3 separate regions of the Sus scrofa genome follow, and regions 2 and 3 are each linked to region 1. The links are chromatin contacts, called in public HiChIP or PLAC-seq maps. All regions are on one chromosome and are shown on one strand. The core of a region is the stretch at or near the end of the contact, and the rest is flanking DNA. Distances in the headings are between cores, read along the strand shown.

What was found. HiChIP or PLAC-seq counts read pairs in DNA pulled down with a chosen protein or histone mark.
Region 2: a contact with region 1 is called in an H3K27ac HiChIP or PLAC-seq map of alveolar macrophages. The contact joins two enhancer-like sites. A contact is called at or near these places in 1 of 47 Hi-C or Micro-C datasets (epiblast stem cells) and 1 of 2 datasets of contacts at active chromatin or transcription factors (alveolar macrophages).
Region 3: an H3K27ac HiChIP or PLAC-seq map of alveolar macrophages shows a contact between it and region 1. The contact joins two enhancer-like sites. A contact is called at or near these places in 2 of 47 Hi-C or Micro-C datasets (embryonic fibroblasts and epiblast stem cells) and 1 of 2 datasets of contacts at active chromatin or transcription factors (alveolar macrophages).

Annotation. Positions count from the first base shown.
Region 1 is chr8:29,331,469-29,334,602 of Sscrofa11.1, reverse strand. PGM2 (phosphoglucomutase-2) reads right to left here. Exons shown (of 14, transcript XM_003128910.4): 9 at 2,684-2,864; 10 at 2,499-2,592; 11 at 616-745. Among named protein-coding and RNA genes, the nearest start is that of PGM2, 25 kb to the right of the region's middle. Within about 2 kb of position 1,407, at least 2 of the 83 cell types and tissues checked have an H3K27ac peak or open chromatin away from gene starts, as enhancers often do. A contact at or near this core is called in alveolar macrophages, where this site is marked.
Region 2 is chr8:29,460,767-29,463,794 of Sscrofa11.1, reverse strand. All of the region lies in intron 2 of TBC1D1 (TBC1 domain family member 1), which reads right to left. Among named protein-coding and RNA genes, the nearest start is that of MIR9840, 87 kb to the left of the region's middle. Within about 2 kb of position 1,299, at least 35 of the 83 cell types and tissues checked have an H3K27ac peak or open chromatin away from gene starts, as enhancers often do. A contact at or near this core is called in alveolar macrophages, where this site is marked.
Region 3 is chr8:29,486,133-29,488,921 of Sscrofa11.1, reverse strand. TBC1D1 (TBC1 domain family member 1) reads right to left here. Exons shown (of 22, transcript XM_021101100.1): 5 at 704-808. Among named protein-coding and RNA genes, the nearest start is that of MIR9840, 61 kb to the left of the region's middle. Within about 2 kb of position 1,326, at least 1 of the 83 cell types and tissues checked has an H3K27ac peak or open chromatin away from gene starts, as enhancers often do. A contact at or near this core is called in alveolar macrophages, where this site is marked.

The DNA.
Region 1 (3,134 bases), core at 158-2,657:
TTCTTCCATTACCCATTTCTGCAACTACTGTTCTCATCTGTTATGGATTAATGTCATCATGAATGGTAATTACTATTAAGGGGTTAAATATCAAAAGGAAAGAGTGATCTCTTACTGAGTTTTCATAAGAAATCAACTTTATAGCTAAAATGAGAGTATCAGAAAGAATATTAGTCTCATGCATCAGAACAGAGTAAAACATTTAAAAGGATTATTATGGGAGTTCCCTTTGCAGCTCAAGGGTTAACAAACCCGACTAGGATCCATGAGATGTTGGGTTTGATCCCTGGCTTTGCTCAGTGGGTTAAGGATCTGGCATTGCCATGAGCTGTAGCGGAGGTCAAAGATGTGGCTCGAATTCCGTGCTGCTGTGGCTGTGGCTTAGGCTAGCGGCTATGGATCCTATTCGACCCTTAGCCTGGGAACTTCCATATGCCACAGGAGTAGCCCTAAAAAAAGAAAAAGAAAGAAAAAAAAATATTATTACGTGTGGGATGCATGTTAGCTGTACTCATTGGGATCATTTCACAATACATATACACTGAATCATTATGTCGTACACCCGAAACTGATTAAAAAAATTACTTCAATTAAATGCAGTCAATAGAAACTTACTCAACATAGATGGCATTTAGCTGCTGAGACAAAGACAAATTCTTGGTTGCTAGAAAGCTGGCCAACTCTGCGCTTATGACGGCAGCACTGACTCCATCTTTGTCCAGAACGAAAGGGCAGCACATATATCCTGCAGAAACATGTGTCGTACACACAGCCTGAGGAGTGGGTCCCCTTGCACACTGTGCAAACACACATTCATATGCATCCTGCCCATTGCAAATGAGACTGTCTAGTACGTAGACGCTTCTCACTCACCATTACATTTAAGAGTCTAGCCCAGTGCCTAGCACACAGCAGGCCTTCAAGAAGTGTTTGTTGAGGTACAAACTACTATGTATAAAATAAATAAGATGTAAGGATATATTGTACCACACAGGGAATAGAGCTGACTTTTATAACAACTATAAATGGAATATATTTATAAAAATATTGAATCACTATGTTGCATAGCTGAAACTAACATAGTATTATCATTCAACTACGCTCTAATTTAGAAAAAGAAAAGAAAAAAAAGAGGAAGTGCCCTTGCTGTACAGTGGGAAAATATAAAAAAGAGGAAGTGTCTGTTGAATAACCTGTAAGGAATTTCTCTGCTGGACAAATCATGCTCCTTTTCCAGGTCTTGCCCAAATCCCTCCAGCTCACACAAAAGTGTCTCCTATTGTTCTAGTCAATGCTTCACTCCGTCTTCTTTGAATCTCCCACTGATCTTTTCAGTTATCTTGTTCATCTCAACACCCAACCCACATTCTTGTGTGGTGACTAATCAGATTTATATAAACTGCTATAAGGCTGAGGTCAGGGCCATCCATTTCTTTGAGTCACTCCGTAAGTGATATGCAATAAATAGTTGATAAACAAATGTAAGAAAATATTTTTTAAAAACAAAAATCTATAGAAGGACCATATTGCCACTTCTGACAACAAAAGAGCAAAAGCTGAGCTATTACACTTCACTCACTGAATTAGTTCATGTTCTGCTTGTGTCTATGCTATAGGAAATGTATAAACCAGAAAAACATGTGCTGTAGAGTAAGCATGACATATAATAACTCTTACTAAACAAGGAGCTGAAACATTCGGAGTTCCCGTCGTGGCGCAGTGGTTAACGAGTCCGACTAGGAACCATGAGGTTGCGGGTTCGGTCCCTGCCCTTGCTCAGTGGGTTAACGATCCGGCGTTGCCGTGAGCTGTGGTGTAGGTTGCAGACGCGGCTCGGATCCTGCGTTGCTGTGGCTCTGGCGTAGGTTAGTGGCTACAGCTCCGATTCCACCCCTAGCCTGGGAACCTCCATATGCCGCGGGAGCGGCCCAAGAAATAGCAACAACAACAGCAACAACAACAAAAAAAAAACATCCCCAGCACAAACATTTGCATCACGCTTCTATTGCTAGCTCTCCTTTCTGCCCATTTACAGTGATCACTTAAGGCTAGTCTTTCTGTCATCCTGGCTTTCATCTTTCAGGTGACAAGCACCCTGATGAAAGCCCCTCACCATACCTTCTCCTTTTTTTCTGGCCAGATCTTTGCAGAGCACTCTCCAAGGGGGAGTGAACTATATTCGGCTTGGAAACCCTAGTGAGGAAATACACAACTCCCCAGATCGGAGGACTCTTAAGCTGCTAGCAGCCACGTGCAGAACGTCACTGTTCGAAAGCATCTGGGAAAAGGACTCACTTCCTCACATGAATGGCTTATAAAAATCTGTGACGCCAGATTTGGGGGAGGACAGTTCCGTGCCTGCTCAGTGTCACAGAAGCAAAGCAAACTGTGTGCTCCTGTTTCATTGTTAGTCTTCTGAACCCAAATCCAAAGCTGTGCCCATGTATTTGCATCGTCTACAAAGAACTGATTCCATGATCACAATGATCACCTCTTACCAATAGCTTCTTCAAATGCAAATAAGACATTTTTCCCCTGCTCCATTAGCTGCTTGGCCCGGTTTCCCATCCACTTGAAGCCTGTCAAAGTTTCCTAAAAGGATAATCCAAGAGAGAAAGAAATGCCTTAGGTCTTCTACAGAGTAAAAGATTTTTAATAAAAGCAAGTCTTACCAACACCTTACCTCGAAGTGAAAACCCTCCTTTAAGGCAATGGCCTGCAGGATTCTGGAGGACACGGTGCTGGACAGCATGTATGTGTCTTTGAGAGCGCTGGGATCTTGGTTCTTTTCTTTCCAACAAGTAAAGAGCCACCAGCCCAAGAGGGCCCCCAACTCATTGCCGGAAAACACTTTCCAATCCCCGCTGAAAGAAAAAAACCACCTATGGATGCATGGCAGTGATCCTGAGAGAGACACTAAAAGTTACCAGGACAGAACAATTAAGCAAACAAGGCTCCAAGGAGCCTCCATAAGACTGGTGTGGTTATTCTTGTTTAAATCACCGGCCAGAAATGTGGCTGCCACTCCACAAACATTTGAGCAGCAGCTACTGCGTCTCAGCCAGTTTGTCTGGACAAACATCCTATCTTTGAAGAGCATATAAAATAAGTAGGTGAGTGATGACACAGAATCC
Region 2 (3,028 bases), core at 50-2,549, 130 kb before region 1:
AGGCTGATGAGAGATAAAGGCTGGGCTGCGCTGGTGGGGAGCTGCTGCTAGGAAAGTGTTCAAGGCTTTGTTGTTTCTCCCATGCCAAGTGGATGGCTAATGTGTACCGAGAAGCCTCTGGGCCCCAAAGACACTCAACTTGGACCCCCCTCAGCTGATTCTACAACCAAGAAACAAGCATTCCACCTGCCAAGCAAAAACAACAGCTTCTGAAAGACATTTTCAAATGTTTCCAGGACTTCACCTTGGTTTACAAGGATATGAGAAAAAAATAAAATAAAGATTAAGTCTAAAGGGAGGAAAGTGATAAGGGAATTTTGTTAAAGTAATTCCCTTCTGGAGTTCCTGCTGTGGCGAAGTGGGTTAAGGACCCGATGTAGTCTCCATGAGGAGTGGGTTCGATCCCTGGCCTTGCTCATTGGGTTAAGTATCCGGCGTTGCTGTGAGCTGCGGTGTAGATCACAGCTGCGGCTCAGATCCCACATTGCTGTGGCTGTGGTGTAGACCGGCAGCTGCAGCTCCAATTCGACCCCTAGCCTGGGAACCTCCATATGCTGCAGGTATGGCCCTGAAAAGAAACAATTCCCTCCTTCAGGCTGTATTAGTAAACACATCTCCATTTCACAGACATCTCGGGGAACACCCTTCACAGCGTTCTGCTTTCCTCTCTACTCTCTCTCGGGATCTCACTCACTCCTTCGAGGTCAACGAAATAATTTAGTATACACCTTAGCTCTGAATTCTTTCCTAAACTTGACTCAAATGTCTAATCACCTCTCTAAGAATCACTCAGACTTTGAGCACCTTGACCTTAAAACATCCAAATCAAGCTCATTCTCTTTGCCCTAAAACCAGCCTCTCTCATTTCTTTGTTTCCCAAGTGCTTTCCTGGCAACTAGTTTAAAAACCCAGAAAGTGCCCTCTACTCTTCTCTCTCCATTTTTCAATAAGCCATCAGGGTACAGTCTCTCTCACTAGGCGCCCAAAACCTCAAGCACTGGGCTAGGCCTGTGTTTTTAACTCAGACCATGGCAAGCCCCTCAGCCCCAGCCCTGCCTCTGGCTTCTCCCAGTCTAGATGCCCACCCACTCCACTCTCCACTGGAGGCCTCAGCTTAGATGGCATCAGCCTACCACTCACACTTCCTAGGGCTCCTCTCCAGTCTCTACCAGACACCAACTGCCCGGCCTGATGCGCAGAGACCCCCACGCTGAGGCTCCAGCCACCTCTTCCCTGTGGATCCCTAAGCCACCAACTTGGGTGGGGAGGGAGGTTCCCACAGCTCTGCTCACACACTTCCTGGTTCTGCATATTCCCATGCCCACTGCCACGCCTCCACTCCTGCTGCCTCTGCCACTCAACGTTCCTGCTCCCCCGGAGGGACTCTGGAACCACTTATTCGACCTATTCATTTTCTCAGGAAACGAAGCCTCAGAGGGCTGGAAACTGACAGGCATCCGGTCACAGGCCGGGCTGGACAGAGCCGGACCTCCCCCTTCAGGGCTGTTTTTCTAGACCATCCCAGGTCCCTGTGACTTGCTTTTAATAGCATGAAATAAAGACCAGCTTGAAATGTCCTTATTAGAATAAAATCTCCAAGCCCACCAAATTAAACAAGAGCGAGGGCAGCAGCCCCCACGTGTCCAGTGGCTTGGGGGATTTCTCTTAGACCCACAAGCCTACTGCGTTGCAACTGTCCAGTTTAAGTGCTAATGATATGCGCATGAAGTGAAGGGCTCTGGCGCCCAGCCTGGGCTCTGCCCGAAGGGCTTGAGAGAGCAGACTCGGAGAGGAGGCAGCTGGGCTCCATGGACTCTGCTTATTCAATCAGGGTTGAAGAAAAGAATTGTTCCATCTACAGGGCCCCAAAAATTTGCAGAGAGAGGTGCTCCAGGACACTACAGGCTTTTCCTAACACCTACGTCCAAACCACATCTCTGGCTCCTTTTGAGAAGGACGACGTTTAAGTTAACAATGTACTATCGGTTCTGTCTCTGCCTGTTAATTAAAGTCAAGGGGGTTTACTGCTTTTGGAAAATCATTACCTCCGTGTACCAGAAGGCTACTCGGAGGCTCAGCAACTTCCAGCCGCTGGACTGCAGGGCTCCTGTGAAAGCACCACTGCACATGCCCACCTTCCTCTCCCAGGGGCAGACAATGTGTCTCACACCCTGACGTCTGTGTCCCAAGTGTCTGGCACAGAGAAGATTGTATGATCATGTGTGGTGACTGACACTGAACTTGAAGGAGAGGTTGGATTTCTTGGTGAAGAATGTCTGAAAATACCATAGGACTCCCCTAAGAAGCGTGGTAACTGCAGAATAGTTAACCCAGAAGCATATGCTCTGGTGGTCTAGCACTTTGAGCTCTTTCCTTGGGGGAAAAAATCCACAGATTACAATCTCAACTAGTTTAAGCACTACCGAACTGATAAAAATCAAGCCTTTCGGCTACTCCTAACACTGGGTGGTACTGCACTGACTGAAACTCCAGGGTGCTCTCAATTCCCATGTGTTACCTGCATATTTTCTGAATTATAATAGTGGATTTACATTGTTGTGCCACTTTCTGCTATACAGCATAGTGACCCAGTCATCCATATATATATATATATACACACACACACACACATATATATACACACATATATATACACACACACACACACATTCGTTTACTCACACCATCTTCCATCATGTTCTGTCCCAAAAGACTGGATATAGTTGCCTGCGCTGTACAGGACGACCCTGTTGTCTATCCATTCTAAATGTAATAGCTGTCATCTGCTAACCCCAAACCCCCTGTCCATCCCACTCCCTCCCCCGCCCCCGGCAACCAAACGTGTGTTCTCTAGGTCCAAGAGTCTGTTTCTGTAAGTGAAGTCAGAGACAGAAAGACAAATTCCACAAGATCATCACTATATGTGGAATCTAAAATACGACACAAATTAACCTAGCTACAACACAGAAACCTTCATGTGTTTTCTTCACCTTTCCTTTCAAATGTGGGAAGAAAATCCCTTCCATCC
Region 3 (2,789 bases), core at 77-2,576, 150 kb before region 1:
ACCAGCAGTTACAGCTCTGATTGGACCCCAAGCCTGGGAACCCCATATGCCGTGGGTGCAGCCTTAAAAAAAAGAAAAATAATAATTAAAATGAGCTGGGCAGAGATTTCAGGATGCTGTGGAAAGACTCAGTACTTTAAGATTCTTCAGGACTACTAGTCACAGGTAAATGAATAATAACCATAATAACTGCTAAGATTACATACAGTCTGAGAAACACTACAAAAGCTCAAAGCTCTTCAAGGAGATAAAGTAAAAACTAGATGTAAATTAAATACTGAGCGAAAACCAACTCTTCTGATCAAAAGTTCAAAACGACATTTTTATAAAGCCAAAGCAAGAGTTCCCTGGTGGCTCAGCGAGCTGGGGATCTGGCATTATCACTGCGGCAGCATGAGTTTGATCCCTGGCCCAGGAACTTCCACATGCCATAGGAACAGCCCCAAAATAATAAACCAACAAATTAATAAATGAAAACTCTAATGCAGAGGGTGAAAGTGAGCAGGCCTTTAAGAACAATGAAAATTGAAAATGCATATTCAAGCTCAGGTGTATACCAGCTAGTGAGAAAACAGTCATGAATGAATAATTAAAGCCAAATAAGGTCAATGAGGCCGTACAGTTTTGCTTCAGAAAGAAATCAGGGAGGTTGAAATCCCCTGCAAAGGAGACTTCAAGGTAAGAACTGCTCTTTCTCACTCACCAGAGCTTCATTCGTGCACTGAAACACATAGCAGACGAAATGAAAGCCTCCAGCTCCCGAGGACTCTCGGCAGATGAACCCAAAGTGGTCCACGTGTCTAATACCCTGTTGAAGGCAGGGAGGAGAGGAAGGGACAGTGAGTTGTACCCAGAAGAGGCACCACTGCCAGAAATACAACCTAAGGTTTATACTGCACAATTTTAAAAGACACTATAAGAGTATTATTTTCTCAGATATTTTAAATACCTAAAAACGTCTCTCAAATATGAAGTTCTACTAAAATGTTACTCTGATTATCCCCACAATAAGAGAAGTAGGAACTGAAAACTGGAGTTTTCTTTTCTTTTTCTTTGGTCTCTTTAGGGCCGCACCCACAGCACATGGAGGGGCCCAGGCTCGGGATCAAATCAGAGCTACAGCTGCAGGCCTACACTACAGCCACAGCAACACGGGATCCGAGCCACATCTGCAACCTACACCACAGTTCACCGCAATGCTGGATCCTTAACCCACTCACTGATCGAGACCAGGGATCAGACTCGCCATCTTCACAGATACTAGTCAGTTTCATAACATGCTGAACCATAACGGGAACTCCCAAAACTGAAGTTTTTAATGCTCATTTTAGTAATAAAAGGAAGTGGAGAAAAGCTGACACAGAAAAATTACAACTTCTCTTGGGTCTTAAGGAATAAGACAAGAGACTAATGAAGAAACACAACTATACACACACATGAGCACACATGCACAAACACACAAACACATATAGACATAAAAGTTAAAAGTTTTAAGACATCTGTACTCTTAAAATAACAGAAAGATAAATATTGAAGTAAACTAGTGGAAACAATGAGTTAAAAATTCTACACAATAAAGAACAGAGAAGCTTTTAAACATAAGCTATTAAGGCTCAAGCTCTACCATAGTTTCCTAAGAGCTCTTTTTAATAAATGTCAACATGCATACTTGTTTTGAAAGTATCAGCTGAGAGGCACAACAGCAATACAGATATGGCATCACCCATAAATATTAATGTGCAGTGTCTCCTGAAAACACCAGCACACAGAGATATGAGTGCTGAGAGCCTGAAGGTCAGGTGATCAGGTAAAATGCACCCTTTAAAACAATCACATGAAAAAGGAAAAATATTTAATATTAACATTTCAATAGAAATAGCAGCAAATCAAGATAAAAAGCTGTGGAGAAGCTCAGTTTCAGGACAATTATTTCCCAATAAACGGGCAATCCCTGACATATCCCAGCAACTCCGTCAACATTTCCCAAGAGCAAGCTAAGCATATGCTAGAGGATACTCCCCAGGAAAGCAGGATTTGGAAAAAACTTTTCCTTTGTAAATGGTTCCTTATTTGATCTTATTCAGGAACATCATTTTCACCTTTTGGGGAGGAAAATTCCCTGCTGAATCCTTCTGTAGATCATGCTATAATTCAACAAACAATGAGACTTCCATCCTACCTTATTAATGTTGAGAAAATGGAAATGAGGAAACAAGTCAGACTTTTAAAAAGTAATCAAACAATAATTCAGATTTGCTAGGAAGATCCTGAGTGAAATTGGCATAGCTCTTTATAACTGACAGATTCTCCACATTTCTCTATGAAACACACCCAGATGAGCAAGAATGAACTCAAGTAGACACTGTATTCTGAGGAAAACATCCTGAAAGGTAGTCACTATTTATCATGTTTTAAGGAAGAAGAAATAATGATCATTGGTATTTGAAAAATTATGGGAGTTCCCATCGTGGCGCAGTGGTTAACGAATCCGACTAGGAACCATGAGGTTGCGGGTTAGGTCCCTGCCCTCGCTCAGTGGGTTGACGATCCGGCGTTGCCGTGAGCTGTGGTGCAGGTTGCAGACGCGGCTCGGATCCCGCATTGCTGTGGCTCTGGCGTAGGCCGGCGGCTACAGCTCCGATTAGACCCCTAGCCTGGGAATCTCCATATGCCACGGGAGCGGCCCAAGAAATAGCAAAAAGACAAAAAAAAAAAAAGAAAAAAGAAAAATTATGAATTTTTGTAAAGTAGAAACAAGTATCTATTTAAAAATGTACCACTGTGTATAT